Linked DNA regions of Mus musculus: regions 2 and 3 are each linked to region 1. Evidence: chromatin contacts called from public HiCAR-type and Micro-C data. All regions are on one chromosome and are shown on one strand. The core of a region is the stretch at or near the end of the contact, and the rest is flanking DNA. Distances in the headings are between cores, read along the strand shown. Region 1 holds the start of Tgfbr3 (transforming growth factor, beta receptor III). Region 2 holds the start of Btbd8 (BTB (POZ) domain containing 8). Region 3 has its middle 6.1 kb from the start of Gm42146.

Region 1 (4,223 bases), core at 1,409-3,908:
GGTCCCGTGGGTCATTTGGATGGATGTCAGTGTACTGGTCTAGCCACTTCCTCCTGGTGCTGCTCATCTGTGTGCTGCTGGGGTTTGGAGGCTGTTGTGCTGTGTGCCTTGTGGATTGATATCAGCCTCTTGTCACCTATTGTTGTGTGTCACACACTCCCGATCTCTGGCTTGTTGCTCCCTTTTGTTATTTGTTATCATTGCTGAGCACAAGTTTTATATAATCAATCCCATTTGTCTGCTCTTACTTTTTTTTGTTTAGTATCTTATCCTAGGGTAATCTTTGCCATTGCAATGTCAAAAACCCAAAATCCACCCACCAAAGTGTCTTCCAATGGTCTTAGGTGACCCCAAAGGGGTTGAAACCCACATGCTGACACTGGAAGCCTCCTCCATGGGGTGTGCTGGCTGGCCCATGCCTGTGACCTTGAACTTGGGAAGTATGAGGCAGAAGCAGGAGAAATGAGAGTTCAAGGGCAGGCTTCACTACTTAATGAGTTGGAGACCCTGAATTACTTGAGACCTATTCAAAGGAAAACTAACCCAAAACAAAACAACATCAACAACAAAACCCTAAAACCCTACCACTCAATTCTCCTCGTTAGAAGCCTAGCACTTTTAGAGGAAGGCTGAAGTGGAAGCTTAAGGGTTCTTTCGAAAGTCAGTTGTGTTAGGTGGTGTTTTGCTGGGGCAAACATGTGAAGGAGTGTTTTCCTGAAGCAGACACAGGTGTACGTTTAAGGCAGTGAAAGGAACATTCCACTGAAGCAGACACAAGTGAGAGGATGTTCTGCTAAAGCAAGCACGTGAAAGGACATGTGATAAAAGATTCTTTGCTAGTGACAGACACATATATTGGTCCGCCTTCCATTGCATAGTTGAGCTCCATTTGTCAGGACTTCAAAGAGAGAAACACACCAAGAAACTTAGGTGGCGTGACACAGTTTCTTGTGGCTTCCATGGACTCGGGCTGATTGACAGAGTGATGTCAGCTGAGACAGACTCACGTGCTGAGGCAAGACCTGTGGGGAGGCAAGACCCGCAGAGGACATAAGGCGTTTGAAGGGTATAAGTAAAACTCCATGGACAGTAACAGAGTATAGCTAGGATTGTTTATAGAGCTAGCGGTGTAATGCTGGTCGGTTTGGAATCTTTGCTGATCTTCGCTTCTCAGAGGGGCATAGCTGAGAGCTTCTCCTGACATTCCTGTTGGTCCCTGCTGCTGCTGAGGCTGAGGCCTGGCTGTTTCTGCTACGTAGTGCCACCGCTGTTGATTTGTGTTGACTATCCTGACTCTACTGAACTTCATATATCTGTGAAGTGTTTGCGAGTGGATCCAACTGTCTCTTCAAACCTGTGAACTGAACTACAGATTTCCAGACAACACAGATGGGAGTTGCTCCAAAGAACCTTTCTAAACAGGTCTACTTCCCCATATCCTTTGGTTTTTCCTACTTCTCTGGAGGGTGGTGGGCAAGAAGGGAGGTTAAAGTGTTTAAGAAACATCATTAAAAATAGGCTTTAAAAACTTAAAATTACAAAAGTCTAGCTGGGCTACTCATTTGTGCAAAGGTTCCCTGACGATCCAGCAGCTGTCAAGACTGGAAACTTGTCTTTGAACCAGACACTTCAGTCACTCCATCTGTTGTGGCACCTGTAGAGTTTCCCGTGAAGTAACTGGTGACAGAATTCCATGGATAAAGGTGCTTGCTGCCAACCCTGAAGAAATGCACCAAAGATGGATTCTTGGGCCCTACTTGAGGAAAGGGAGAAAGTTGTCTTCTGACCTCTACTCTGGCCAAGGCTGGTTCTGAACTTGTGATTCTTCTGCCGTACTTGGTTGTATGTGGTGCTGGGGCTCAAACTCAGGGCTCTGTGTATGCTGGGCAAATACATTACTACCGAGCTATAGCCCCAATGGGCAATTCACCTTTTAATAGAAAGTGAAGCGTAAACAGTGCCAGATTTGTGTTGGTGACTGAAGTAGCTGCATTCAACTCTTGCAAAGCACATTCATGCAGGCAGGACCCTGTGTGCTCGCCTATCCTGTGTTCAGAGGGCCGCGGGGAAACCGTAGGAATGGAATTCAGCAGCTGGAGAAGGCACTTTAATTCAGCAGCTGGAGAAGGCACTTTGAGCTAGGCTGTAGAAAGTAAGAGACCCTGACCACACCACAAGAGCATATCTTTAGATAACCGAAACTGGAGAAAAACCAAACTGGGGCAGAATGAATGTGTGCATGGGGCTTCGATGTGGGAATGGGTTTCTCTGAGATTTTTTTTAAAGGAATTTTTATATCAACAACCAGGAATCCAATAAAACTATCTTCTCCTAAGGCCCTGGTAGTTTGAAGGATCTAGGGAAAGGCAGCGAGTCTTCGCAGTGCGCGCCACATCCCGGGTACTCCACACTTCTTCCAGGCCGGGGATGCCCAGCTGTCATCCCATCTCGGGCCGAACCCCCCCCCCCCCCCCCCACACACACACACACCCGACTTCCTTTCTATCCTTACAGCTCCAGCCTTCTCTGCCCGAAGGGAAGCACAGGCTGGAGCAAGCTCTCTAGGCTCATCCATCAGCAGTGGAGGAGGAGGAGAGGAGGGGCAGGAGGAGGAGTTTCTAGGCGGCCGAGCCCCCGAGGCCCGCGGTGCCCTTCCCCCCTTTCGCTGATTGCTGTGGCTGCGCGCCCGACCCCGCCCGCGCGTGTGCGCGGCCGAGTTAGGGCGCCGCACGGGCCTGATGGGGGTGATCCAGGCTTTCGGGGACGCCGAGCGCCACTTTCCTCCTCCCTGGCAGTGAGAGAGAGAGAGAGGTGGAGAGGGAGAAGCGGGCTGCTGTCCTTCCAGGCCACTTTCGCTGCGCGATTCCGCGAGCTCCCGGCAGGAGGTGAAAGTCCCCGGCGGGGTCCGGATGGCGCAGTTGAACTGCGGCTGCTGAGCTCGCGGCCGCCTGCGCGCGCTGGGCGCGGGGACTCGTCTGGGCTACTCCCCCACCTCGCGTTGGACGACCGGTCCTGGACACACCGCTTGCGAGGTACGTGCGGTTTGGCGCCCTATCAGAGGCTGTGCACGCTGCGTAGTGCGGGTCGGTGCCTGCTTTGCGGGGTTGCTCTGGCCATCCAGGACCCCGAGGCTGGGACCTGGCTTTGGTCCCGCAGGGTTGACGCTGAGCGGAACCGGGATCCGCTGCGGTCCCGGGTGGGCAGCGCCGGGGAGGAGTTCCCCACACCCGCTTTCGCTCTTCCTCTCCACGGTTTCCTAGTCCCGTGCGGGGCTGCAGGCCACTGCGCTCCTGGCGCGTGACAGCGTGGGTGGGCACTCGACCATGATGGGTAGCAGAGGCCGCGGCCGCGGGACTCGCGCGCCAACGCCAGTCCTGGGTCCCCGCTGGCCGCGCCCTGGCTCGGGGAGTCAGTCCCGAAAACGCTGTGAAGGACGCTCCCGGGTTAACCTTGTGGCGCTCCCGCTGATGGTAGAGGCTCCCTACGATTTGTGAACTTGGTTGGGACAAACTTGAAACTCTTGGATGTTGCTAGAGGAATCCGCTTGTAGAGTTGGGCTTATTGGGGCATTTGTCCCACCTTCCCGCACCGGATAGGAGTGCAGACAGCTGGAGTGACAAGCCGCAAGTATCACGGCTTAGGTGTTGGTGCAAACAGTTGCCCTACTCGCTAACCGTGAACTGGGAGGACACGGTCCCCCAAGGTGGCTGTGCGGTTTGGAGGAGTGCACAGATGTTTCTGACTGGGACCGTGCGGAGCGCAGCACAGGTGTTAGCGCCTCGTGCTGCGCCCTGCTGTGACAGGAGAGCCGCGAGGATAGGCATCCCGTGAGTGTCAGACTGAGATAAAGAACCAGCCAATTTAAAATTTCTTCTTTCTTCGAAGAAGTGAGCGGTTTGGGAGGGTACCAACACGCAAAAAAACCCATATCGGGATCCTTTAATATCCAGGGAATGGCCCTTTAGATTGTAGCGGGTAATTTTAGGGAGAGCTCAGCAGGTCCTTTTGGGGTACTAAAACGGGAATATATTGATCCCTCCCTGTATGTCAGTATCTCCAGCAACTCCAGCTAGTTCCTGTCAGGGCTTAAAGACTACGTCAACTCTGGTTCAAAGTGATTTTAGTGGACCCATTTTACAGATCATATATGCTAGACTCCAGCAGCTAGAGGCAAAGTTACTTGTCCAAGGTCACATAGAGCTTTCTGTTACTTTTAACCCAAG
Region 2 (4,117 bases), core at 158-2,657, 150 kb before region 1:
GCTTTCTTAGACCTGATATAAAAGGCACGGCTTTCTCTTCCCCATGCTTCCAGGCAGCTGATAAGACATGTAGCTTGCCTATTGACTCTGTTTTTAAAATCATTTTATTAATGAGACTATGAAGACTATGAAGAAGAGGACCTCAGCTTTTTTTCCCGATAAACATATGAGCTCAACGTGAAGATCCCCAAATTTCCACAGTTGTTCACAGTAAGATTTGTAGAATAAAGCCAGGTGTGGTGGCAGATGCCTCTAATGACAGGCAGAGGCAGGCTGATCTGTGATCCTGGTCTAGAGAGTGAGTTCCTGAACAGTCTGGGCTACATTGAGAAAAAACAACCCAAAAAACAAAACAACGAAACCCAAATAAGCAAACGAAAGTATTGTGCAATAAGAGAGAAATGATCCAGAGGTTAGCAGCATTGCTCTTGCAGAGGGCCTGGGTTTGGTTCTCATCACCCACACTATTATAGAAAGAATACGCATTCCCAGTAAGAAATCACTCCCGCACTTATCACAGGTCTGCGTATGGCTAATTAATGCCTAAGGAAGAGCTGGCCTTGAGTAAATTTTTACTAACTTATATACACACCTTAGGAGATGCATTTTCATATATGCCGTCATCTTTAAATCGAGTTCCAGCCCCAGTCTGCACTTTGAACAATTTAAATAGAGACAGGAGTCTGCAAGTCTGACCACTTGGGTGGATGGGAGGTTTGCACAGCAGAGCTATTGCCAGAATTATTTTCAGTACAGCAGTATGTGTTTCCCCCACTAGTTGATGGCCGGGTTCATCTTGCCCACCTGTCAGAATTATGCCTTCCCTGCTAAGAGCATAGAGGAATTAATGGTAGCTGTGACCCTGAGCTGCCCCGTTAAAGGCACACGGTTCGGTCCTTCATGTCAAGAAAACACTCGTTTTCCTAATTGAATAATTTTTCTTCCAACTTTTTAAAGACATGGTATGTGTTTCAGGGTCTGGACGCAGCCCGAACTCAGCAACAGCCACTGCCGGTGTGTGAACCTTAGAAACACTGGTTGCAACGCATCGTGTAGGTCTAATTTTTGTCCTCCTTCTGAGTGCCTAGACACCGGTTCCTTGGGTCGGGCTGAGCCTCCTTGGGAGGGAGGCGCCCAGCGAGACTGCAGCGAGGCGGGGAGGGAGTGAGCAGCGCTGCTCCCGCCTCCTACCTGAGCACGTCGCGGCTGAGCTGCTCCGACACCGCCGCCTTCAGCCGGCGCCGCTCCCCGGGCCCCTTCCTGGGCAGCCCCTTCCTGCCATGCCCCGGGGAACTCAGAAGGGCCACCGGGGCCGCACCTCCCGCTCCACAGTGGGCCATGTCGGCCGCAGAACCCCGGTGCCAGGCCGCGCTGGACCGGTACGGGGGCGTTCCCGAGCCCAACAGCGCGCAGCCGAATCCGCCCCGGAAGGAAAATTCCCGCCCCCACCTAGTTTGCAGCCGGTCCCTAAATGCTGCGGACCAGGCACCGCGCGCCTAGGACTCAAAGCCCGTAGCCACGTGACCGGGCGCTGCTGCGCAGGCGCACTCGCTCTGTTTACATTGGCCTGTTTGCGCCCTCCTAACTGACCTGAAGGGAAGGTCCCCAGAGCTGTAATCTGTTCTTTCTTCTTACTGGTTGGTGTTAAGTCAACCGTTTAATGAGTGTTATGGAGAAGTGACTTGAAATCAATGTGAGAAGAATTTGTATGTGTTCTTTCTGGGGTGTCTGCATCCTCTGCCCTCTTTATGAAAGATGGGGGTTGGGGGTAAGGTGGGGGATGGGATCACAAGAGTTTTCCAGTAGTGAGTATTAATGTCCTGAGCAAGGAGGTAGATAGGCATAGTTGGTATAGCACAAGTTATATTTTAGTATGCCGAGGGTCATCACATAAGGTTCATGCCCTAAATTCCTATGGTCCCAAGGCCATCTCCCTAAGGCTGCTTAACTGGGTGATGTATCTTAGCTGAAGGTTATATAAGGGTCCATGATTCGCCAAGGAATGATACCTAGGACTCAAATAGTATGTAAACACAAAGAGTGTTTTATTCTACAGAAGTCCAGCATGCTGGGGTCTCCCATTACCAAGACAGAGACAATCAAGTGAGCTCGCAGGCCTGATTTAAGCACATTAGGGGATTCTGGGATAGATAACCTTCATCTTGCTCCATCTCTAAGAATATTCCGTTACCAGGGTGTGGGGGATGGAAACTGTTGTTGACCCTTTGCCCTTGCTTCAGGCCAGGTGGCAGGACAGCTTCTGATGGCAGGGCAGTTTCTGACCAGCTGCCTAAAGCCAGGGTTTTTTTCTAGTAACTGACTTGCCTGGGCTTGCCTGGATTTGCCCAGTTCTTAGGCCTAGTCTCCTGGACTGCCAATTTGAAGCCTGTCATGGAGTCAGCCTGTATCAGACGACTCTAACAGTCTTTGATTAAGGGTCAGGATCCTGGGAGAGACTCTCCAGCCACAGGGCAGACTCTTAATCTCTGTTTACATTCTATCTACTGGCGTCAACGGGATTCTAGGGCTGTGTCTAATTATCTAAGTGGTGCCACTAGGTTTTGGTTATCAGGTGCAGCCTTGAGTTCAGTGGAATTCCTGGCTAAGCTATTTTTACAAATCTAAAATGCATGTTTTTTTGTTTTGTTTTGTTTTGTTTTGTTTTACTGTGCTCATTACACCTACTTAGCTTTGAGGAATAAATGATTTGGATTAAGAAAATGTGAAGGGCCAGGCGTGGTGGCACACGCCTTTGATCCCAGCACTTGGGAGGCAGAGGCAGGCAGATTTCTGAGTTCGAGGCCAGCCTGGTCTAAAAAGTGAGTTCCAGGACAGCCGGGGCTACACAGAAACCCTGTCTCGAAAAACCAAAAAAAAAAAAAAAAAAAGTGAAGGTTAACCCTCTCATGATTCACAGCTTCCTGTTTTCATGCCTAACTCCACTGCCCCATCTGGTTTCATATCACAACTATTAAGTTATCTGCCATTTTTTTGAGGGCTTCCCCACCCCAATAGTCCTTAAATTGTAAGGCTTTTATACTATTCTAAGTCGAGCGTGTGGCTCTAAAGACTCCAAGCTAGGATCTGCTTTTATTAATGCAAATGTGCGATATGTCAGGCCCAAATGAAATTCCATCTCTCCAAATTCTGGTGGTTAGACAAAAGTCCAGCATTCCTCGGGAACTTGTGAAGCCATTTGTGGTGTGTGTTAGCATACCAAAGTTCATGTTGGCCTCCAGGCTCCCTCATTATCACAAGTACCTGTTACATATTTCAGAGTTCGTGTCAACATGCTGCCCTTCTTACCTCCTCCACAACAGTAAATGTCTCCAGCTCATGGGCTTACCCTGCTATTTTGGCTATGCTCTCCCCCCACCCCACCCCTGCTTTCCCCCACCCTCTTCTTTCCTACTTCCTTCCCTCTGCTCTCCTTCCTATCTATCAATCTCTCTATCATCTATCTATCTCAGTCATCTATCTATCTATCTCTGTTGTTCCTGCTTCTCTCAAGCCCAGTTTCAGTCTGCTGATCATGTTCAGCCTACCCCTCCCCCTGCTCTAGACTCTTCCAGATGCCTCTAGCTGTTCTCTCCCACATTTCTGTAATAAAACCTTCCCCTTAACCATGCCATGCCATCCATTTATAAAGTGTTCTTATTTCTGCACCCAAGTTACCTCCATATATATTTTCCCAATTCCATGCATTTACATGCAAATTACGTCATTACATTTTTTTCTTTACAGCTAAGTAAATTTCCATTATGTATTGTCAGGTCCAAAGGGTACCCTAAAACACCCCATAAGGTCAGGCCCCTGGCTTGGTCCAAAATTGAGTCTAAGTTCAGCTCAAGCTGGATTGTAGAAATATTTCTGTCACTTAGATTAAATATTTCTCAGGAAGTTGTGAACTAGATTCCTTGTAAGCCAAAAAGGAGTCATTTCCATTGCCTCTGGTAGAAGTGGTATAGTTCTCTATTGACATACATCTGTGGGATCCCTATCAGCAGATCAAAATCCATCCAGGCTCCTACAGTTCCCTATTCACAAGCACCTGGTATAAATGTCAGTATCCATACTGGCCTCCGAGTCCTACTCACCCCCCACAACCCCTCTTCCT
Region 3 (4,183 bases), core at 134-2,633, 190 kb after region 1:
AGGAAGGCTCACATGCTTAAGCCATGCATGTGTGATATGAAGGAAGGCACACATGCTTAAGCCATATGTGTGTGATATGAAGGAAGGCTCTAGTTTTGTTTCTTCCAGATCAGAATTCAATTCTACTGGGAGGTTTAAAGTTCATCCATTTCCTATTGTATTAAATTTTTAAAAAAATGATGAGGGGCTGGAGATGTAGCTAAGTGGTAGACTCTTGTCTAGCATGCTTATAAGGCCATGGGTTTAATCATACTGAAGAAAAAGGGGGGTGGGGTGGGATGTGGAGATTGCCCAGCATTAAGCGATAGATTTGGTGTGAAATCATAGCTAGGCAGTACCGGGAAACACTTAGAACAGTAGGAGGCCCACCTAAGAGTTAATAACAACAGGCCATCGTTTTCATTAAGTTCCTCACTGATCCCATGTTCCAAAGGAAAATGTAACTCTTAGCACTATGGGTTCTCTGATTTTTCTCGAGAACAAATCTGTCTTTCCCCTCTCTGTCATTGTAAAAATCTTGAGAAAAGGTTTTCTGGTCAGTAATAAAAAGCAGACCAATGTCAGATCTATCAACATGCAACCCTGCGCTCTCTCTCTCTCTCTCTCTCTCTCTCTCTCTCTCTCTCTCTCTGTCTCTCCCTCACTCTCTCTCTCTCTCTGTCTCTCCCTCACTCTCTCTCTCTCTCTCCTGTTCCACACATTTTACAAGTCAAAGTCATTTGTGGTGTGTTGTTTCTTCCAGCTGCTGCCTATGAATGCTATAATAATTCTATAAAATGAAGAAATATTAACAAACGTCATTTCTGAGAAAAATGCTGGCATCTTTTTCTTGTTTCCTAGCGAGCCAAGCTCATACATCGCTCTTTCCTAAGTTAATGTGTTCAAAAGCATGCAAGCAACTTGATTAATTTTTACAGATGTCATTAATAGTCTGAGGTTTGAGTTTTGGCATTTTTCTTCCTTTGTCTCTAACTTTCCATCTCAGCTTTTTTTTTTCTTCCAGAGAAAATGAACGCTGTGCTTCATGTAGATTTGATTTCCACACTAAAGTAAAGGTCACATGATGTCACCCCTCCTCCTCAGAAGGCCACAGCCTGAACTGATTTTTTAATGATTTTTCTCCTCTTGTTGCCTCTGAGAATTCATTAAAAAGAAAAACAAACTCAAAAGTGGAATCCCAGGATTGTAATTTTGTTTCTTTCTGCTGTACCCAAATAACCCAAAACGAAGCAGCTTATGGGGTCTGCTGGGCCTGAGTCTGAGGGGACAGAATCCATCAGAGAGGACAAGGCATGGCAGCAGCAGCTCTGCGGGTGCAGGAGTGAGCATCCGGGTGGGGCTCTCACCCCCTAGCATCTTGGCAGAGCAGGAAGCAGAGAGCACACAGGAAGTGTGGCTGGGCAAGGCCCAGCTTCCAGGGACGCACGTCCTCTGGAGAGGCCCCATTGTCTAAGGTTGCACAGCACTTCATGCAGCACTGCCCAATGGGGACCAAGTGTTCAGACACACAAGCATCTGTGCCACACCACCTACCGTCTTAGCTCGAGAAGAAGTGAAGGCTGGGAATGAGTGTAGGAGGATCAACCTCCAGGTACCCTCGGTCACAAACCAGAGATGCAGACAGATCTAGAGTCCTGCAGAGTGCAACTTGTTGGGGGACCTAATCATGGAAGTGTGGTCCTGTGTATCCAGATGAGCATATTTATGGGTTAGGAAAAAACTGAATTCACCCTGCCTGGGATATACCTGGACTAGGATGATACTAAAGTTACATACATCCAATAGTAAAGACCCACATATATTTCTAACCATTTGATCTGTTTTTCATTTGCTAGGATAGTATGCAGGAAAAACAACAACAACAACCAGGGTTACTTAGGGATATCATGATAGTTATGGTTTTAGATGTATGTAAATACATCAAGCACTATCCATACAATCTCCACTCCTTAATCGACCCTTACAATGTCATAGCCTCCTTGAACCCTCCTTGAACATATCCTCAGCCTGCCAAGGGATTGAGCATCGTGTAGACAGGAAGACTGTTTTCCCAGCATGCACACATAATCCACAGCAACAGTCAAGGCAAGAGCTCAAAACAAAAGTCATGCAAACAATAACTACTAACTTTTACCCAGAGCCCCAAGAACAAAGCTCAGCCACCTCCTGTATGAGGCACATGAGGCACAAGCGTGGGTTTCCCAACAGTGCAGTCTCCAGGGACAATAGAAAAAACAAGAGTAATGCTGTGATTAGAAAACCAAACACAGGTCGGGGCAAATGTGCTCACCCAAACGGCATCGTCTCTGCTGGAGGACACAGCGGCAGTGCCAGGGGCTGGCGCAGTGGAGCAAGCATCCATGCTGGCTGGTATGATGGAGTCTGTTGTAGTTGGACTATAAAAATGCCCCCCTACAGATTTGTATGTTTGAGTATGTGACCTCAGCTGGTGGCATTTTTTGGAGAAGTTGTGGAACCTTTGAGATGTGACCTAATTATCAGGAGTGGATTAACTGAGGGCAGGACTTGAAGGGTTCATCTGGCTCTGGCCCTATCTCTGCTTCCTGGTTATTCAGACTGTAACTGTCAGTTCCTATATGATGGTCCCACCACTCTGGACACCCAGTTGTCATGTCTTCCTAGCTGTGATGGTTTGTATTCCCTGAGCCATGAGCCAGAACAAGTCCTTCCTCCCTTAAATGCTTTCTTTCAGGTAGTCTGTCATCAGAAGTGTCACCAATACACAGACATATCAGGTGCAGGGCCATGCCTTGTTGTACTTGTAACATCCTGAAACAGTATCATCATTACCAGTTAGCATGATGTCACCTACACGATGCAGCCAGATGGTAGCAGTAGGAAACATGGAACACCTTGGCTGCTAAGTGAAGCAAGCCTGATTTTGTTAGTCTAGTTTCAAAAGATTTCTGATGCTGGCATTCAGAGAAGCATGCCCAGAGCCAAGGAAACATGTGACTTTTTTTTTTCAGCACAGGGTCAATAGTACACTCTGCATAGTCAGGAGGCATGGCCTTATTTTAGCTTCCTATAGTCCATCCATCCACGCACTCGTTCATCAGGGTGGAATACATGTGTACAGGTCCAGCCTGTGCAAAGCTGAACAGTCCTCTTAGGGGGGAGTGAGGAAGGCTATAGGAAAGATAGAAAAGAGATGCAAGAGACAGATGTGGGAGGGCTGCAGGTCATTACCACATCAGCACTGAGTGTGTTTCTCATATGCCTTTTATACTGCAGTACTATGGAAAGCAAAACCACAAGCTAACAGAAACAATTTGCTAAAATATACGCAGAAGACATTTGTTTCCATCCAAAAGCCTCCCTATTCCTTCCATCAAGGTCAATAGAATCTTCAGCCTCTTGCCTTGAGCCTCAAGTGCACCTCTCCTATCCTTCGATGTCCCAGCAGGCTGGGAAATCTGCCAACAAACCCTGACCTGCTTTGACTGCCCAGCAGGCAGAGAGAGAGATTCATATTCTCTCTTTCTCTCCCCCCCCCCCCCCCCCCCGCTTCAGAGAAGCGGCAAACAGCTCCCGACACGCATGGATACAGCTTGATATAACTACAGCCATATTGAGTGGTAGTTATTACCCCTGAACAACCCTGCTTTTCTAGAAAACTAGGTAAAACCAGTAGACTCATATTAAGAGCCTGAATCTAAGGATGTACCTAATTCTTTGTTATTATCTTAAGATAAACCAGATAAATTTCAGCCAGGATGAAGTCACTTATGTACCAAATCACAAATATTCCCCATTCCTGATCCAAATTGAAGAGATAGCCTCACACATATGCACAGAAGGCCACAGCAGTTGCATGGCTATCTTGTTTGTTTCCTTTCTCTTCAGCATCACGATTTTGTCTAAAATCTGAAAACGATTAATTCACCTTTACTCCTACCCCACCCCACCCCCAATTTAAGAATTATTCATAACAGGGAGACCTGTTTATTCCACAATGGAAAGAAATGGAAGTTGTCTCTTTGATCATATAAAATGCATTTACTCCTAAACTAAATGGCTATGAATACTATATATTTTCCCTTAAGATGATTCGTGACATTCAGAGAATCTTTAAAATACAACTAAACCATTATACTAATTAGGTTGATTCCTGGCTTAACTCATTAGGCCACGGTGTATGCAGAGTAAGGAGTAACCACCC

The links. Hi-C and Micro-C count contacts between places; a contact is called where the count stands out from the background. HiCAR-type assays count read pairs that join an accessible place to other places.
Region 2: a Micro-C map of embryonic stem cells shows a contact between it and region 1, with 2.0 times the contacts expected there. The contact joins the promoter of Btbd8 here to the promoter of Tgfbr3 in region 1. A contact is called at or near these places in 3 of 39 promoter capture datasets (3T3-L1-derived adipocytes, cranial neural crest and liver) and 1 of 484 Hi-C or Micro-C datasets (embryonic stem cells).
Region 3: a HiCAR-type map of Th17 cells shows a contact between it and region 1, with 3 times the contacts expected there. The contact joins the enhancer-like site here to the promoter of Tgfbr3 in region 1. A contact is called at or near these places in 5 of 39 promoter capture datasets (cancer-associated fibroblasts, cranial neural crest, hippocampal neurons and 2 more), 2 of 15 datasets of contacts at CTCF or cohesin (the NIH/3T3 cell line and large pre-B cells), 16 of 484 Hi-C or Micro-C datasets (the AML12 cell line, the N1E-115 cell line, beige adipocytes and 12 more), 23 of 115 datasets of contacts at active chromatin or transcription factors (Th17 cells, bone marrow-derived macrophages, cardiomyocytes and 17 more) and 4 of 9 other capture datasets (adipose tissue, embryonic stem cells, liver and 1 more).

The regions. Positions count from the first base shown.
Region 1 is chr5:107,288,064-107,292,286 of GRCm38.p6, reverse strand. Tgfbr3 (transforming growth factor, beta receptor III) reads left to right here and starts at 2,658. Exons shown (of 17, transcript NM_011578.4): 1 at 2,658-3,032.
Region 2 is chr5:107,435,220-107,439,336 of GRCm38.p6, reverse strand. Btbd8 (BTB (POZ) domain containing 8) reads right to left here and starts at 1,407. Exons shown (of 18, transcript NM_001378266.2): 1 at 1,192-1,407. The coding sequence starts at 1,340.
Region 3 is chr5:107,098,526-107,102,708 of GRCm38.p6, reverse strand. No RefSeq gene overlaps it. Among named protein-coding and RNA genes, the nearest start is that of Gm42146, 6.1 kb to the right of the region's middle. Within about 2 kb of position 1,383, at least 30 of the 459 cell types and tissues checked have an H3K27ac peak or open chromatin away from gene starts, as enhancers often do. A contact at or near this core is called in Th17 cells and uterus, where this site is marked.